Linked DNA regions of Mus musculus: regions 2, 3 and 4 are each linked to region 1. Evidence: chromatin contacts called from public promoter capture Hi-C data. All regions are on one chromosome and are shown on one strand. Each heading gives the region's core, a stretch centred on a gene start, on an enhancer-like site or on the middle of the called end of the contact. The rest is flanking DNA. Distances are from core to core; before and after follow the strand shown.

Evidence for each region. Promoter capture Hi-C pulls out the DNA fragments that hold promoters and counts their contacts.
Region 2: a promoter capture Hi-C map of liver shows a contact between it and region 1, with 2.7 times the contacts expected there. The contact joins the promoter of Sf3b4 here to the promoter of Prkab2 in region 1. A contact is called at or near these places in 2 of 39 promoter capture datasets (hippocampal neurons and liver).
Region 3: a contact with region 1 is called in a promoter capture Hi-C map of liver, with 2.7 times the contacts expected there. The contact joins the promoter of Hjv here to the promoter of Prkab2 in region 1. A contact is called at or near these places in 2 of 39 promoter capture datasets (hippocampal neurons and liver).
Region 4: a contact with region 1 is called in a promoter capture Hi-C map of liver, with 4 times the contacts expected there. The contact joins the promoter of Pex11b here to the promoter of Prkab2 in region 1. A contact is called at or near these places in 2 of 39 promoter capture datasets (hippocampal neurons and liver).

The regions. Positions count from the first base shown.
Region 1 is chr3:97,656,171-97,660,711 of GRCm38.p6, reverse strand. Prkab2 (protein kinase, AMP-activated, beta 2 non-catalytic subunit) reads right to left here and starts at 2,500. Exons shown (of 8, transcript NM_182997.2): 1 at 2,343-2,500; 2 at 1,946-2,123. The coding sequence starts at 2,098.
Region 2 is chr3:96,170,341-96,174,881 of GRCm38.p6, reverse strand. It overlaps Sf3b4 (splicing factor 3b, subunit 4), which reads right to left and starts at 2,376. Exons shown (of 6, transcript NM_153053.4): 1 at 2,275-2,376; 2 at 1,783-1,911; 3 at 799-1,341; 4 at 353-559. The coding sequence starts at 2,308. Mtmr11 (myotubularin related protein 11) reads right to left here. Exons shown (of 17, transcript NM_181409.3): 16 at 4,236-4,529; 17 at 3,164-3,796. The coding sequence ends at 3,650.
Region 3 is chr3:96,523,078-96,527,618 of GRCm38.p6, reverse strand. It overlaps Hjv (hemojuvelin BMP co-receptor), which reads right to left and starts at 2,434. Exons shown (of 4, transcript NM_027126.4): 1 at 2,289-2,434; 2 at 1,017-1,190; 3 at 37-584. The coding sequence starts at 1,104.
Region 4 is chr3:96,633,129-96,637,669 of GRCm38.p6, reverse strand. It overlaps Pex11b (peroxisomal biogenesis factor 11 beta), which reads right to left and starts at 2,240. Exons shown (of 4, transcript NM_011069.3): 1 at 1,927-2,240; 2 at 881-996; 3 at 338-539. The coding sequence starts at 1,982. Rbm8a (RNA binding motif protein 8a) reads right to left here. Exons shown (of 6, transcript NM_001102407.1): 6 at 3,879-4,541.

The sequences.
Region 1 (4,541 bases), core at 1,251-3,750:
ATGTCCTAAAATGTTAGAAATACTATTTGTTGACCTGTTTGAAATCTGTTTCAGAGTGGCTGGTAGAGGAGAGGCTTGGATCCCAGAGGAAGTCTTTCATGACCTTCCAGCACCGTATAAACAGGGTGACATACACACAGTTCATTACACAGTTCATTTTATAAGTGTGTCAGATTTCTCGTAAGGTTTTTAAAGCATTCTTGGGGGATCCTGTCATACAAACAGGGCTGAGAAGCACTGACTAAGACTATTGATAACCCTGACCTTTGAAGCAAAGATGCCCCCAGCCCCACCGTTCCTATCAATTACGTTTATGACTTAAGGATTTTCAGTTTAGGATTTGAAAGCTCTAAACTATTAATATGCCTGGCTTTGGAGCAAAGCCCTTCCACTTATGACATGACATTTCTGTGGTAGGAATGACTGCTGCTGACTTGCAGAAAAACTGTTTGCTCCAGTTAAACCATCAGCGAAATCACCACGAACAGCAGCAAAGCAGCATTCAAAGTACAGCCTGCAAATGTTTAAGGAAATTCAGTGTGTGTGTGTGTGTGGAGGGGAGGGCATGAACTATAAAGTTTTCAATCTGATAAGACATGGGTAATTGTTTGAACTACTTTTTTCATTTCACAAAGGGCAAGATATGAGGGAAAGAATGTTCTAGAACAGGCCTAAATCCACACAGAGCAGCCTGGCTCTTATTCAGGACACCAATTACTGCAGTCACAGTTTGACTGTACCCAAATCCTGAGTCATCAATGTAGGAATGAGCAAAAATACACGGCCTGCCTGTCATCCTAGATAAGCTTTGGAGAAGGAAATCTAGGCTGAGTCCAGGGCCCAAATGAGGAGGAATCCTAGAGGAGAGGAAACAGGGAAGAGGGAACCCCAAGAAATGGCCGGTTCAATGACGCACTTTTCTAACGGCGTTCTCAATCTCGATCGGAGAAAATAAGGTGTGTAATTCAAATTTCATGTGCCATCAAAGTGGCAAATAAAACTCTGTTATCCTAAGCCTCAGTTCACTGGGAAGTGATAAATGTCCACCACCCCACCCCATCCCCAAGGGCCGGGTTTTCTTTTTCACTCCAGAAAGTCTACCGGGAGAAATTACATGTATTTAATGCTGACATTTCTAAGTGATTAGGAACATTAGGGTAGCAATCACACTGCTGTCAGCTCCATCTGGCTCTTCTTTTGAGTGACCAAAAGTGGCCTCTGGCTCCAAGTCTATGGAATTGAGAGCTAAGGCTTCAGGTCAGTAGAGGGTGGTTTTGAGCCCCGGGCAACGTTTTGAAGTACTTCTGAGGAGTGAAGTAAAGTGACTTGCTCTCCTGTGCAAAGCTCACAGCTACATTTTAAAACGGCACGTTTCAAAAAAAGATCTGAGCCATTAACCAAATGATGTCCTATATGGATCCCCAAGACTAGGGGAAAGTATTCAAGTAATCAACTGATGGCAGCTCAGAGCCATACAAAGGTGGACGAGGATCGAAGAGGTGATGCAGAACACGTAAGAGAGAGCAAGAAGGAGACCTACACAGAGACATTTTCAGGGAGAAGTCATCTAGCTATCTTGAGGCCAATGTGAGAAACTGAGCCCTTTTCAATAGCTCAGACAACGCACCCTCCGAAGTTTCCACCCGCGCTCACAACCTATACATCCTGCAAGCTCTGGAAGAGGGCAACCTGCACGTAGATCCAAGGATGGGGCTGGCAGGGGATGGGTTTTTGGTACTCGTCCTAAAAGGTTGGCCCACAGATTACTCTGAGCAGCAGGAAAACAACTCCGCGCCCCTATCCTAATTTGAGGTAGTATCTAGGAGGAATTAGCACCCAGCATCTCTATCCGCGGAATAGCCTTCTAGTTAAAAAGCCCATAACCCTTGAGAATGAGGAGGAAGAACCAAGAAGGGCGGAGCTGCCGGCAGCCCCGCTACCTCACCTTGGAGTCGGGCAGGCTGAAGACGCTGGGGTCGTCCGTGCTCCCCACCATGATCTTGTGCTCCTTTCCCGGGCCATGGCCGCCGCCCTCAGCTCGAGCAGCTTTGGCTCCGTGGCGCTCCCCGGACACCCGCTCGCTGGTAGTGTTTCCCATGGCTGCAGCTCGAGTCGGGGGCAACCTGCCGCGGGGAATGACACCAGGCGGGGAACACCCCCGCGGCTGCGTCAGGGGCGCCCCGGCCCCGCCCCTGCGCCCGGGAAGGGAATCCCCGCCGCAGGGGACCGCGCCCGGGGTCCCCTCCCTTACCCGCTTCACGGACGCCTCGGCTCGGAGAACCGGCTCCGGGAGCCCTCGCTGCCCCACAGCCCCGGTCCCGCACACCCCCCACGCCGCTCACCTCGGGCGATGCGCTCCGGGCTCGCGTGGCTACACGCACGCCGGCTGTTCGGCGTACAAGGAGACCAATAAAGTTATTGAAATTGAAGCCGCGCCCCAAACCAGCGAACCGGGTTTCCTCCTAAAATGGCTACAAGGCCCGCGACGAGGTACCGCCTCTGCCTCTGGCCCCGCCCACCGAGCCTCTTGTTCCGCCCCCTGCGCTCCAGCCCCGCCCCCTCCTCAGCCTGGGTCGCCTGCCTCTCTAGCCACCAGCACCGCCTCTGTGGTGGGTGCGTGCGCAGCTCCGGCTTGGGGCGGGGCCGAGGGTGGGGTCCGGGTCGGGATTAGGGCTGTGAACTGTCCGCCCAGGGCTTGATAGTGGGGCGTCTTGTCTTCCTAAGCAGTTTGTCTATCCATGGGGCACGCGGTTATTAGAAAAGCCGAATCCGAGGCCTCCCCGTGCCCTAGGTACAGAATTAGAATCTGCACTTTTAACAGGATCACCTCAAACGACTGGACAGCGGTGCATAGTGGATCCACATTTTCATATTCCGCGTACGCCTCTACCAAGCAACCTTTTTAGTTGTCCCAGGAGGCATGAAATAAAAAGTAGGACAGAGAATTGACTAGACACGTGATGGCAGTTACTGCAGAAGACTTACTTCTATGTGATGCCCAAACTCATCAAAGCGGTGTTTTCTGTTACTGTGATTAGCTGTGTGGATTAATGCAAACAGCTAATGAGTGAGAGCACAGGTAGGCTGGGAATATACTATTGGACTAGCGTTTTGAAACCAGTCGGCTGGAAGTGAAGATAAAATAGGCTGATGGAGGGCCCAGTGGGGTCAAAGAACTCTGGACACAGGAGAGACTGAGTGAGCTGAGACAGTGAGAGGTGTCCTGTGAGAGTAGCGTGTCTGCCACTGAGGTTTCAGTGGTCTTGCAGTCATTAGCACTGGCAGAATCTTAGACAAGTGTGTAGATCGGTGAGATGAGGCCGACCATAAAGCCATTAGAAGTCATAAACCCTGATGAGATGGTTCAGTGGTTAAGAGCCCTTACTGTTCTTTTAGAGGACCCGGGTTTGGTCCCAGCACCTACAAGGTGGCTCATAATCATCTGTTCCAGGCGCTACAACACCTTCAGGTGCACATACAAACATGTAGGCAAAACACTCAAACATAGATTAACATTTTAAACAATGAAAGTAATTACTCAAAAGGAACAGTGAGGTAGCAAAGAGAGTTGGAGGTCTACCTTAACATTGATTTCCTTCCTCTTTACTGAAGCACTGACTCTAACCTTAGGATGTTGTCTGTCTCCACAGAGATGCATTTCTTAGCCTCCCTAATAGATAGATAGGGGGAAATGGTAAGTAGAATTTCTCCGTTTCTCTTTCTTTGTGTATAGGGTGTCCATAGAATGGCCAGAGCTCCAGCAGCCACTTCAGATCACGAGGTAGTTAAAAGCAGTGGAATAAAAAAAGGGAACTGAGCCGGGCATGGTGGCACATCTTTAATCCCAGGACTTGAGAGGCAGAGGCAGGCAGATCTCTGTGAGTTCAAGGTCAGCCTGCTCTACAGAACCAGTTTCAGGACAGCCAGAACTACATAGTGAGACCCTGTCTCACCCATCTCCCCCACAAAAAGAAAAGAATGGAAAAGGAACCATGCAGCTATGGAATCATCTCATAAATGATATATTTTAGACTTTTTATATGAAGGGGAAAGAAATATCAGTCTTGTTAGACCACTGTTGACTATCACTTTTCTATTAAATATAGCTGAACCTCATCCTACTTAATTAATCCATTGGATTGATGGAGTACTAATTGCATAGATATTAACATCACCTTCAGGAATGACTGTGTCTATAGACACAGCATTGAGTTAGGTGCTAAGGTCTTCACTGAGTGAAGGGGAATAAACGGGTCTATAAATAGCTACAGCCAGGAGAGGTAGTGGGTGCTTCAGAGGGGCTGGAGAGCTGGAGAAGCAAGAAGACACAGCAGCAGGCGTTCGTGCATGGTGAGAATCGAGGAGGAGATAAGTCCTGTTTTCTGTTTTAAGATCTTGACTTTTTAAAACCTGCTTGATTGAAGAAATACGTTGTATACCAACACCTGTTTCAAACCATACAGTGCTTTAGCCCTCAGATTCACATCAGTGGTCTACTCGGGAAAGTTTTCTGCAAAAACAGTCGGCCACCAAGTTGGTTC
Region 2 (4,541 bases), core at 1,127-3,626, 1.5 Mb after region 1:
AGAAACACGCACGCCTTTAGTCCCAGCACTTGGGAGGCAGAGGCAAGAGGATCTCTGAGTTTGACACTGCCAGCTACACAGAGAACCCGTTTCTCAAAAAGCCAAAAGCAGAAATGTCTTCTAGATTTGGCAACCTTGGAAGCAGAGGAGAGGTTGAGAGTTTTGCCCAGTACAAGCTATCCTTTAGGAAATACAAGAACTGGAGATAAAACAGGAGCACCAACACGTACAAAGTACTGTCTGTTTCTGAAGAAAAGGAGGACTCTGGACTATTTTCATCCAAGACTACCAGGACAGACAGTAAGAAAGCCCCTCTCACAAGCTCAGCTCCTTCCCAGCACAGAGCCCTTACCTGGATGGGGCATCCCACCTGGTGGGAACGGGTGAGGATGTGAGTGTCCGTGACCGGGATGTCCAGCCCCTGGAGTCCCTGCTGCTGGGGGGCCATGTCCTCCAGCCCCAGGTGGCATAGGTGGTGGGGGCATGGCTGGGGGAATCCCAGGAGGGAGGGCCCCAGGAGGTGGCACTGGAGGTGGAAAAGAGCCAGGAGGCGGCATGCCTGTGTAAGAAATGGAAGACAGTTAATGTCTTGCAGAGCTCCAGCCTCCCCCCTGCAGGCTTCCCTTCAGCTTCACTCCATCTGCCAACTTCATCCGCCAACTTCATCCCTTCCACCAGCACGCCTCACTCCTGTCTCACTGCCCAACAACTTAGCAGCTTACTCTACCAGGGCTGCTTCTGCCTCCTGAGCCTCCCTCCCAAGAGCCTCACTGGCACAGTCTGAACTCCAAGCTGTACCTGGTGGAGGAAGCCCAGAACCCAGGGATGAAACCACGGGATTGGGGGCAGAGGGCGGAGGGGGTGCATCGGCAAACAGCTGGTGAGGGCGGTCAGCCTGGGACAGCGGGTTCTGGGCTGCCAGGAGTCTTTCAGCTGCTGAGCCATGGCGTTCACCCTTAGAGTCCTTCTTGAAGGCATAAGACACAGTGATAGGACGGTTACACAGGTACTGCCCGTTCATGGCCTCAATTGCTGCATCCGAAGCATCGAAGGAGGCAAAATTAATGAAGGCGTAACCCTTGGAGTTGCCTGTGTCAGGGTCCCGCATGATCTTGGGGGTCTGTAGGATGACTCCAAAGGCGCTGAAAGTATCGTAAAGCAGCTTTTCATCAATTTCTGGGTCCAGATTTCCAATGAAAATGTTGGCTCCCACATCCAGGTTTTTGTTGTGAGCTGAGGCCTTGTTCACCCGTATTGGCTTTCCATAGAGTTTGATCATGTTCATAATCTTAATGGCATAGTCGGCATCTTCCTCGCTCAGGAATTCAACAAAGCCATAGCCTGGGGAATCAATGAAAAAAACAAAACAAAACAAAAAACAAACAAACAAAAAAAACCCATCATTCAGGGGAAGAGACTCAAAATGAAACATTAACTCCCCAGCCTTCAAACACAAAGAACATAATAGATAATAGCTGGGCGACTGCACGTGCACGTGCTTTTAATGCCACCACTTCGTAGCAGAGGCAGGTGGAGCTCAAAGATCGTGACCAGCCTGGTCTACAGAGCAAGATCTAGGACAGCCAGGACTACACAGAGAATGGTTGAGAATGGTTCCAGAAACTAGAGCTAAGAGAAAATATTCCAGAAACTGGGAATTGAAGCTGAAGGAGAAAGCAATCTTTAGGTTGCTCATTCCAAAGGCGCTGTGCCTAGCGGCTGAGCCTCTTCGGGGCCGGTTAACCCTCTCCAGGGCTGATTCCTGCCCCGTACCCTACTCACCCTGGTGCTGGCCAGTGACTCTGTCCTTGGGCATGTGGGTGTTGACCACTGGCCCTGCCTGGAGAAAGAGCTCCCACAGCAGCGGCTCACTCACTTTCTCGTCCAGACCGCCCACGTACACCGTGGCATCTAAAGGGAAGAAGCAGGCGATGAGGAGTCGGCAGTGAAAAAGAAGACAAAAACCAAAAACCGTCGCCTAAAGCCCTGAAATTCCCTCTGCCACCATCATCTAGAAAATCTGCTACGTCTAATTTGGCATTCTTGCTGGTCCGGTACTCCCGGGAGGCTTTTGTCTTCTTGGTGGAGGGAGCTGATCTAGAAGCATCGCTTCTCACAGGCCTCGGCCTGCACCCGGCCTCGCGGCCAGCCAGGTGCCCAGAGGTCGGTGTCCCACCGGGGGGGATCTCGTCTACCACCCCAGGGGGAACGCTTCCGGCACTAATCTTCCCTCCACTTCCCTGCTCCTATCTTGGGCTCTTCTCTCCCAATTACCCTGATTCCGTTCGGAGATCGGTCCGGCAGCCATGGCGAAGGGGCTCCCGCCGTCTCTAAGCAGCAGCACCGCCCCCTGACCTCAGTTACAACTTCCACTTCCGGGCCAAGGCTCACGTTGGGCGGGGCCGGCGCCGGGGGGGGGGGGAGGAGCCGGAAGCGATCGCGGCCATCTTAGGGGTCGGAGTCTTGTCTTTCGGAAGGGAAAGGCGCTCTAGGGCTGCTGCTGTAGTCGGGGCGGAACGGATGTGCTCAGCCCGTCTCGACACAGTTAACTAAAGCCCCGGATGCTTCCAGACTGTTAGAGGCTCACACGGCTCCCCAAACGCACATTCAAGTGCAAAACCAGGCTTTGTACGTTCTGTGACGCAGAGTTGTGTCCTAAGTGCAGGGCCAGGACTGCCTTCTGGAGCGACCTATTATTTAGTGAGGTCCACGACGCTCGTGCAGACTCGCCCTCGGCCTAGACTTGAGCCTGAGGTATTTTGTTTTCCCCTAAGTGTCAAATCTCCGCTTATCTTGGGAAATCTGGGACACGAAACCGGGTTGGGTTGCGGGCTGGTATCGAAGCTTTAAGGAGCAGACATGGATCTCTTGAGTTAAAGGCCAGCCAGGTCTACAGAACGAGTTCCAGGACAGCCATGGCCACACAGAAAACCTGTCTCAAAAAACAGAGTTCCAGCTGGCCTAATAGACACATAGAGACCATGTCTCAAAAAAGGTGTGCGGACCCCTTCCCCCATATTTTATGTGTATTTCTTCCAGGCCACGCCTGACTTGGATCCTTTATTTCCTTACAATAATTTGGGTGTTTTTCTCAGTTCACACCCTCCCCTCCACCCCCACGGCTTTGCTGAGATCTTCATTCAACACAAGAAAATACCAGCAATGTGTAGAAATACTGTGCTTTAATGAACTCCTTAAATAGAAACGCTGCTATGAAAATATACAGTGGGAGGAGACGGTTTCTCCCTTATTCACCTCGTTCCCACAGAAGACTAAGAAAAGATTTCAAAGTAGTGTAGAGAGGTTGCGAATGAGGTCTCTAGGACATCATTGTTGGGACTGATGAAAAGGGTCTCTCATGTCACAGTTTTGACGGCCATCCAAAAGGTACAGAATTGCCTGGGAAAAGGGGCAATCACATTCTGAACTGGTCTTGTTTCTTAGTTTTCAAATCACAAGAAATGAAAATAGCCCCAGAAATCAAACAAATCGGGAGACCTTTAGGTTGGTAGCGCCACCATCTGCTACAGAAACGGGCCTTCTAAGTGAACTCTGCAGACTGGAATGCCAAAGCTGAGGCGTCAAGGTCAGACAGGAAGATGAGCAGAGACCCCTGCCCTGCCTCTGAGAACGACGCTAACAAACAGTTTCAGCAGATCTGAGAGAGGATGGTATTCGGATCTCTTTTCTTGCTCTGGTCCTCGGGAGATATTCTTGGTGTCCATTGTCTTAACAGTTCCTGAAGGTGAGAAAGCTCATCCTGAAGGGCAGAGACTGTGAGAGCTGAGGAGCCCATCTGGGGAGGGGCAAAGCGCACAGAGGAAGACTGTTACAGGGCTTGCTTCCTGGTTCCTTTTTTTTCCCCCTTTTCTGTTTTTTGTTTTGTTTGTTTTGTTTTTCCAGTTGGGTTTCTCTGTGTAGCCCTGTCTGTTCTGGAACTAGCTCAAACTCAGAGATCCACTTGCCTCTGCCTCCTGAGATCTAGGATTAAAAGGTATGCGCCACAACTACCCGGCTATTTTTCTACTAAGATCCTTGGTACTTCTAGAGTCTTAAGTGATCTTTCCCTTCTAACAGTGCTCTAGATTCTACATGATCCAAGCCACAGGCAGTTTTCTCACCATCTCCTATCCCAAGTGGGCCCAGTTTGAAAAATGCAATGCTACTCCCCAGTTCCTCCAGCCCTTTGCCTTTCCAGCTCATTCTCCCCCATCCAGTCTGTCTTCCCTTCTCACCTGGACCTCAGGCCTGCCCCTCAGGTAACAGCGTTTCCAGAACCTGATCTGTGGTCCCAGATATCCAGGCAGCAGTAGCCCGGGAGGTAAAGGGCAAGCTCCCCAATGTGAGGGGAGCCCCCATTCCTGGTCAGCTAGGCTTTCGGAGGATCTGGCAGGTCGAGGGAGCCAATGAGAAGAGACTGCCAGCAAGGAGGAGCTGTCTTGCCAAGGACAGAGCTGATTCAGTGGGGTCAGGGTCCCTCTAGAGAACAGCCACATAGAACTAGGGGGTCCAGGAACCATGAGGCTTTGCTAAAAGAGAAG
Region 3 (4,541 bases), core at 1,185-3,684, 1.1 Mb after region 1:
AAGAAATTGTGTTGGGATGAAAATCGAATCTCTGACCTTCCGGATGGTGGTAGCGTTGGCTCCCGACGAAACCGGGGAGCTGGTGGCCTGGACAAAGAGGAAGTCGTTATCTAGCAAGGGCCAAGCTCCTTGGACACGGCATGTGTGAAATTGGTTGTGGAAACTGCGCACATGGGGATCTCCAAAGGATGCGCAATGCAAGAAGCCCGGGGCTCGACCGTGCAGCCTGGAAAACCGGGCCTCATAGTCACAGGGATCTGGGGTCAGGGGCGCTGGCCCGGCCCCGGGCAGGGCGGGGCCCCGGGCCGGGGGCGGGGCCGTGGGACCCTGGCGTGAGCAGTTGTGCTGGATCATCAGGTCCTCTATGCCATGCACCGCAGAGTGGAAAGCAAGGTCCCCGCGGCAGGTGCGGGCCGTGCGCCGCGTGCAGAGAGCGTAGGAGCGCAGGGCGCGACACAAGCCACCTGAGGCCAGCCCACCACGGCCGCCTCCACGCGGCGTGTCCGGTGAGCCACCTCCCCGAAGACTCAGAGTGGACGAGACATACTCGGCATTGCAGCGGAGGATCTTGCACTGGGAGTGAGCTGGGGACGGAAGGGAGAGGGCAGTGAAATGAGACACAGGTTCTATCCAAGTCCAGTATGCACCTAACTGCCAAAAACCATCCGCCATCCCACCGTTCCTACCACTCAGCGTGGCCGCTTTCCCAATCTCAACCTTCATTCTCCCAATCCTTGCCTCCTTCCCTCCTTTCCTCTACTAAAAACGTGTAAAGCAGTCAGACTTCTTTTCCCTGGGGTCTAAGGACGCCATCTGTGTCCTTCTTCAAGTTAAATGGGAAACAAGACAGGCCTCTTTCAGAGTTGGGAGGTGCTGGGACTCAGCACACATCCCTCCTCACTCTCCCCCCACCCCCCACACCCCCACACCCCCACCCACCCCCACCCCCGCGCGCTCATTCCTACCCAGCATCCTAACCTCTGGATATGTCCAACCCTTCCCTGGCCCTTCCTTACCCTGTCCACAGAGGAGCAGCAGGAGAGTGAGGGTGCTTAGAGTTGGAGGGCTGCCGTGGGGGGACCGGGGACTAGGGGACTGGCCCATACCTATCCAGCCAGGTCCCCCCAGGCACCGGTTCTTCCCAGATGATGAGCCTCCTACCTAGTGAATTTCTCTGGGTACTTCTGTGACTGGAAGAAGAAATTTGGCTGAGTGTGGGGAAAGAGAAGGGTTGGAGACCAGTCAAGATGGTGGGTAGAGAGAGCATCTGAAGAGACCAAAACAAAAATGAGACAGACTGGATCTTGGGAAGAAGGAGGCTTCCAGAGGGTGAGCGTGGCTGGTGAGCCTCTGTGCCCTGCCCCTGCGGCCACCTTCAGGTCCCTTGTGCAATATGCCTACGGGGGCGGGGTGGTGGTGGAGGGAAGGTTGAGTGACCTCAGTGTGCAGAGTCCAGTGTACTGCCCCATCCTGACTACCAAATAGCAGATGTGCCAAAAATGGAGGACCCCTAGAGAAAGTGAGGTTCTGACCATGTCAGTGGGTCCCCAGTAGCACCAGGATCTGATCACGCTTTAAGAACATACTTCTTATGGATCCTTCCCACCAGAAACCACCTGCCGTTTCATTTTCTTCACTGTGTTAGAAGGGCACAAAGGGTAACATGGTAGGCAGACGCCCTGTCTACGATATCACCTTCCCAGTGAAAGGAGAGCCGGTCTCTCAGCCTCTCCAGAGGGCTGACAGTACGATCCCTCTCACAGGATGGGGTACAAATCAAGCATTCAAATTAATATATGTTTCTGTCTAACAGTTCATGTGTTTTTCCAGACCCAGCTGAAAAGCCCAATCCAGACACTCCTGGTCTTTTGAGGAGAACAGATATGGGGGAGGGTCTGTCTCCTTTTCTCCTGTCAAAACCCTACTTTGGGATAAGCATATGAGCAGGAGGTCAGAGAGGTCTTGAGGTAGGGATGGGAGTGTAACTCGATGGTAGCTGAGTGTTTACCATGCTCAAGGCCCTGGGCCCAGTCCTTAGCACTGCCCCCTCCCCCTCTCCCAAGGTCTTGGTGTAATAAGATGGAGAGGAAAATAGGAAAGCCAGAGAGAGGCAGCATTAAACATCAAATGGCCATGGATTAGAAAACATCTAGGCAAGAGGAAAAGTGAAGACTGGGGTAGTTGCTAAGGGGAGATCTTAGTTTTCAGAACAGATGTCTGTAACTTTATGAAGTTCTGGCCTTGACCCAAAAGCTTATCAAAGTGATCGACATTTCATCTGGACTTACTGTTTCCCGAGGTCAAGCATTACTCTGATACTGGGTTCTCGAGCCATAGTTGCCTATTCTGTTGGTCTGCTCCAGCCAGGGGGTCCCCCATCTCTTTCTCCATGATTGCCCCGGAATGGCTGCAGTCTCACTCAGGTCAGAGAGCCAGAGGAGGTTTGGTGTGGGGGGAGGGGGGAGGGAGAGTATATGGTTGGCCCAAGTACTGGACAGCTGAGAGGAGGAGGGAGGTGCCTACTGAGTTGACAGTTTTAAAAATAGCTAGGTCCAAAATTCCAGGAACGTTGGTGGCAGTGGGGTGTGGGAGCTAAGGCAGCAGGAACGATGAGCAAAATAAGGATGGAATATGGAAATATTGGATACCAAGGGAGGGAGAGTATAAAGAAAGATGATGGCCAAGTCATATATCCAACTGTAGCTTATAAGCTGCCACTCAGGCCCTCCAGCATTCCCAGTAATGAACTCAGTATTCCCAGTAATGCCTTTAAGACTGCTGGTGGTGATTTTGTGTGATGCCAGTCACTCACTGCTCTCATCCTCTCTTTACTGAGGATTCCATTGAATTTCTTCTACACATAATACACTGAGGTGGCCGGCTTTGAAGATGGACGGCAAGCATAGTTCAGAGACCCTCCCCCATCTCTGCCAACTATTTCAGAAGCTGAAAGGTCCAGCTGTCCCGAGAAATCCGAGAGCAGAATTGTTTCGAGAAGGGTTTATTCCGTCTGCCCAGATCAGATCTCTGCAGCTGTCTACTCTCTCTCCACCTTTTCCATTACACTAGTTTGTGCAACAATCCCTCCTCCCTCCTCCTCATCAATACAAACACAAAAAACAGAAGCTTCCAGGTTGCAGGGGCCGGGGCCGGGGTAGTAACAGAGGCAGAGAGAAGAATCGGAGTCAGTTTTGAACACTACTGATCCACAGAGGAGTGGCGTTAGATAGGTGAATTCAGAAGGAAGACATTTGGGAATATACTTTTATAGACAAACTGTTTGAAGATTCAATTATAATCAGGGTTTTAGCTATGTCCGTCTTTTCACCTGGTGGCATTTCTGGGACACTGTCCCACAGTACTTGCCAAGGGAAAGCAGCACAGGACTGATTACAAAGTGTGTCACAAAAGCTTCTGGCCCTGTCAGCTCTACATGAAGTTCTACAGGTCCACATGGTACATGGTCCCTTCTCAGGCACGCATACACACACACACACACACACACACACACACTTTACAAGAGAAGTGTGGGAGCACATGTATTTTTTATAATGAATTTAGCTTTTTCTCAACTATACAAGACCATATCACAATAATCTTTTACATTAAGTTATTTAGAACATGTCTGTCTCTGTGTGTCTGTGTGTACCTATGTGGATGTCAGAAACGTTATAGGAGTCAATTCTTTCCTCCCACCATGTGGGCGTTAGGGGCCAAATGTGAGGTTTGGTAGCTAGTTCCTCTACCTACCTGCTGAGCCATTTCACCAGCCCACATCCCAAGAACTTTTATTCCATAAAATTTCCCTGCACTGGATGGTTGGGTGTGTCAACTTGACACAGGCTGGAGTTATCACAGAGAAAGGAGCCTCCCTTGAGGAAGTGCCTCCATGAGATCCAGCTGTAAGCATTTTCTCAATTAGTGATCAAGTGGGGCGAGCCCTGCCCATTGTGGGTGGGACCATCTCTGGGCTGGTAGTCTTAGTTCTATAAGAGAGCAAGCTGGGCAAGCCAGGGGAAGCAAGCCAGTAAGTAACATCCCTCCATGGCCTCTGCATCAGCTCCTGCTTCCTGACCTGCTTGAGTTCCAGTCCTGACTTCCTTTGGTGATGAACAGCAATGTGGAAGTGTAAGCTGAATAAACCCTTTCCTCCCCAATTTGCTTCTTGGTCATGATGTTTTGTGTAGGAATACACACCCTGACTAAGACATCCCCCAACTAAATTAATCAAGTGACTTTAAGACATACTAGGTTGTCTATAAAATGCAAAGTGGCATATACTCTGAAACCCAAAATACGTGCAAAAAAAAAACAGTTTCTTGAGGCTGGAAGGATGGTTTAGTGGTTGAAGCACTTGCTGCTCCTACAGGGAATTCAGGTTCCACTTCTATCACCCACATGATAGCTCATTACTAACTGTAATTCCAGTTTAGGAGCTCCAATACCCTCAGTTGACCTCTAATGGCTTCTGCACACAGTTAGTGCACAGACATACATACATTCAGGCCACATACACATACATGTGGTGCACATACACACAT
Region 4 (4,541 bases), core at 991-3,490, 1.0 Mb after region 1:
ACCTACAGATGTGCAGCACCTACAATAGTAACTTTTATTAATGTAAATATATGGGTCTAGAGTGATGGTTTAGTGGTTAAAAGCACTGGCTGCTCTTCCCTGGGACCTGGGTTTTGATTCCCAGAGCCCACATGACAGCTCACAACCATCTAGAACTACAATTCTGATGCCCTCTTTTGGCCTCTGCCAGCACCAGGCACACAAATGGTACACAGGCATGCAGGCAAAATACCCATATGTGTAAAGCAAAATGTTTACTATTACAAGCGATGCAAGCTTTGCAAGCTTTGCAGAATGAAGGCTACACATAGTCTTGTAGGATAAAAGGAAAACCAACCTGAATGAACGCTGTGCCCACTTTTCCTGGTCCACTCGGGGAGCTAGCCCAGACTTTCCAGCCCATAGGACATTGTCACAGGCAAAGTACAAGGCTCGGTTGAGGTGACTGACAGTGATGCAGAATCTCAGAACGACATCTGACAGGTGCACAGCCCTTTTGGCTGACTCCAGGGCATCTGTTGAGTTCCCCAGGCGTAGCACTTGTAGAGATTAACAAGGGAAAGCAAGGGTTTGAAGTCCAGAGGCAGGGGTGGGGGTGGGGAAGAGAAAAATAAAAGTTGAGCAAGCAATAATAACATACAGGAAGAAAGAGTAAAAATAATTTGTTCTTTTTCTTAACTTCCAATCGTAATTCATTTTTGTGCCAGTTTAGTGTTCTCGTGCCGTGTTTTTCCAATCAGTGCTAACTTCCTTATACCTGTTCTCTGACCTCAACTGGAGGCATGCAGGAGAGTGGCAAATGATGGCGAACTGGCAGAACGGGAGGAGAGGCCATGGGCTACCAGCTGAGGATGATAAGAGGAAGGTCTGCTTTACTTACACTTTCGTCCGAGGCTCAGATGACCCTCCAGTTGTCGAATCTGTTTCTGTAACTCGGGACTAGCCCCATGTCTCTGCAAAGCATGGCCGAGAAGGGAACAGGCATACTGGGCGGCCCTGGAGGGGAGGACACGTAGAGTAAGGGACAGGCCTCCCTAACCCCTCTGCCAACCATATCCTCCGTGGGCTGGTGAGGCGGTTAAGAGCACTTGCTCTTGCAGGGGACCCGGGTTCCACTCCCAGCACCCACACGGTGGCTCATAACTGTCTGTAACTCTAGTTCCAGGGATCCACCACTCTCTTCTGTCCTTTGCAGGCACTAGACACACATGTGGTACACATACATTCTTGCAGACCAAACACTCAGACAAATAATAATTGGTAAACAAAAACCCCACCAGGGACACTTCCTCGGTTTCACACCAATATCTTTCCATTTTTTTCCTCAAAGCCAGGGGAAGGGAAAGACATGCGAGGAAAATAAAGCCTAGAAGATGGTGGAGAGCACTCTTTGGAGTTAAGAGACTAAGAGTTTTGAAAATGATGAGGCCTAAAGTTTAGGGCCAGTAAGCAGCCCGGGGTTCATCGCAGACGTCCACACTGCGATTTTATACATGAAACACGACAGAGGAAGATCTAGTTGAAGGGCAGATTAGTTCTCCGGGTAGGTAAACTAAGAGATAGATTAAGGTTCTTGGACTGATGGAAACCGAAGAAGAGCCGAGATAGCGAGGCTCCTAGGTCACAACTGGTGAGAGGACGCAGAACCGAGAGGATCGCCCCTCGTGCCACCACAGCAGCGAGGAAACTGTTGCTCTCTGTGGACACAGTAAACCTAGGTGGCCTCCCCGCTGGCCCACTCATGCCTCAGTTTCCCCATCTTTCCCTTGAGCAGGGAAGAATCATCTCACAACCGGCTGCGGAGTACGCCTCCGGGGCCGCGCGGGCCCCCGTAGCCACAGCTGACCCTTAGGGACCCCGTAGCGCGCCCGTCGCCTCGCGGGACCCTGCTCTGCCCTCCCGCCCGCGCTCCTCCGTCGGCCGCACCTACACAGCCGCTCCCGGGCTTGGCTCTGAGCACTGAAGCGGACCCAGGCGTCCATGACAGCGGCAGCCCGGGCCCACGGCGCAGCGGCCCGCCTGCTTCCAGCCCCAAGTCACGCCTCCTGGGCGAGCAACGGGGCTTCGCGAGGGACAAACGGCGGCAGGAAAGCCAAGCAGCCGGAGCCGGCCTTGAAGTGGAATTTCAGGACGCGAAGCGAGATCGTGGGTGCATTTCCGGCAGCTCACCCTTCTCTGGGATGGTCTCCGGCTTTTAAGCACGCCCCTAGGAGCACATTCTGCTTTAAATTCTCAGCAGCAAGGGGTGGGGCCTGCGGGAGCCAGGAGGCGCTGTAGGTTGCCGCCAAGGCGCACACGCCACCCGCCCCAAACGCCCAGAACAGCAGAAGCCTGTCCTAGACTATTTGTCCTAGGGAAAGCGGATGTAATGAGATGCCGCTTGACAACGATGGTCTGCTATACTCAAAGATTGGTGCCTAGCCCAATTGTCATCAGAGAGGCTTCACACAGCAACTGGTAGAAACAAAGGCACAGACCCACAGCCAAAAGTTAGGCAGACCTTGGAGAATTTTGCATAAGACAAGGGGAAGGACTGTACAAGAAAATGCACAGAGTCAAGTAAACTGGGCCCATAGGGGCTCAGACTGAACTGCTACAGGGAGCCTGCATGAGACTGCTTCGCACATGCTATAGTTGTGTAGTTTGGTCTTCTTGTGGGACTTCTAACAGCGGGAACAGGGGCTGTCTCTGATTCTGCGGGACCCTTTCCTCCTGCTGTGTTGCCTCATGAAAGACTTAATCAAAGAAGGTGCCTAGTCTTACTGCAACTTAATATACCATGCTGTTGATACCTAACGGAGACCTGCCTTCTTCTGAAGAGAAATGAAGTGGATGGGGAGAGGCAGTAGGGGGGTAAACTCCAGGGGATCCAACACCCTTCTCAAACCTCAGCAGGTACCAGGCATGAACATGGTACACAAGGAAAACACTTTTACACCTTTACACATTATTTAAAAAAAAAAAAAAAAAAAAAAGCGAAGCCGGGCATGGTGGCACCCGCCTTTAATCCCAACACTTGGGAGGCAGAGGCAGGCAAATTTCTGAATTTGAGACCAGCCTGGTCTACAGAGTGAGTTCCAGGACAGCCAGAACTGCACAGAGAAACCCTGTCTTGAAAAACAAAACAAAAACAAACAAACAAAAAAAACTTGCCTGTAGCAGCAATAGCCTGACTATAGTTGTGAGGAGGAAAAAAACCAAAACAACAAAAAACCTACAATATCACAAACAAGATCTCTACAACCACTATAAAAAGAAATCTAGGGCTGGAGTTGGCTCTGCTGCTTTTCTACTGGCTGCTTTTCCAGAAGACAGATTGAATCCCCCATCCACATAGCAGCTCACAGCATCTGTAACTTCTGTTCCAGACGCTCTGGAGCCCTGTTCTAATCTTCTCAGGCACCAGGAACACAGATAGTATATAAACATACATGCAGGCAAAAACCTCATTAGATATTTAAACCAAAACCACTGTGTAGTGGTGGTGCATGCCTTTGATACCAGCCTTGGGAGGAAGAGGCAGGTAGATCTTTCTTTGTGAGTTCCAGACCAGCCTGGAGAAAGAAAGTGGGGTGGGGGTGAGGGAGGAGTCTGGAGAGATGGCTCAGTGGTTAAGGGTACAGTCTGCTCTTCCAGCTCACAACTGTTTCTAACTCCAATATATCTGACATCCTCACTTTACTTTTTTTGTTTTTTTTCGAGACAGGGTTTCTCTGTATAGCCCCGGCTGTCCTGGAACTCACTTTGTAGACCAAGCTGGCCTTGAACTCAGAAATCTGCCTGCCTCTGCCTCCTCTGAGTGCTGGGATTAAAGGCGTGTACCAGCCAAAATTTGAAAATTTTATGGTATAAAGAATGACATTAGGAATAGTAAGAAATTGCCTTTTTTTAAAGATTTATTTATTATTATATGTAAGTACACTGTAGCAGACGTTAGACACACCAGAAGAGGGCATCAGATCTCATTCCAGGTGGTTGTGAGCTACCATGTAGTTGCTGGATTTGGACTTAGGACCTCTGGAAGAGGTGGTTCTTACCCACCCGCTAAGCCATCTCACCAGCCCCAAGAAATTGCTTACTTCTTTAAGCTCAAGTTTTAAAGTCATAGTATGTTAAAGAGGGTTTCTACTGTACATGGTTAAGTTCTGTATAAAGAAGGGGAGTTAGAAGGTCACACAGTAAATTGATGAGGTTTCCCCCCTTTCCATCCCCTTTCACCCAGGACAAGATCTCATAGGCTAATCCTCCACCTGGCTATGCAGCTGGGGATGACTTCAACTTATGATTCTTTAGCCTTCACCTCCCCAGTAAGTGCCAGGATCAAAGGCAGGAGTGTCGTACCCATTTGGTCCTGTTATAAAGCCTGGGGCTGTGCATACTAGGCAGTCATTCTACCAACTGAGCCACATCTCTAATCCCTATGAGCTATTCTTATTTCTCAGAGTAAAGCCAGAAGAGCATCTTCCCAACTACGTGACCATACCCTTCCTATCCAGGCAGCTCACCTACTGGTTCTCTGGCTGATACTGTTTACCAGCCCT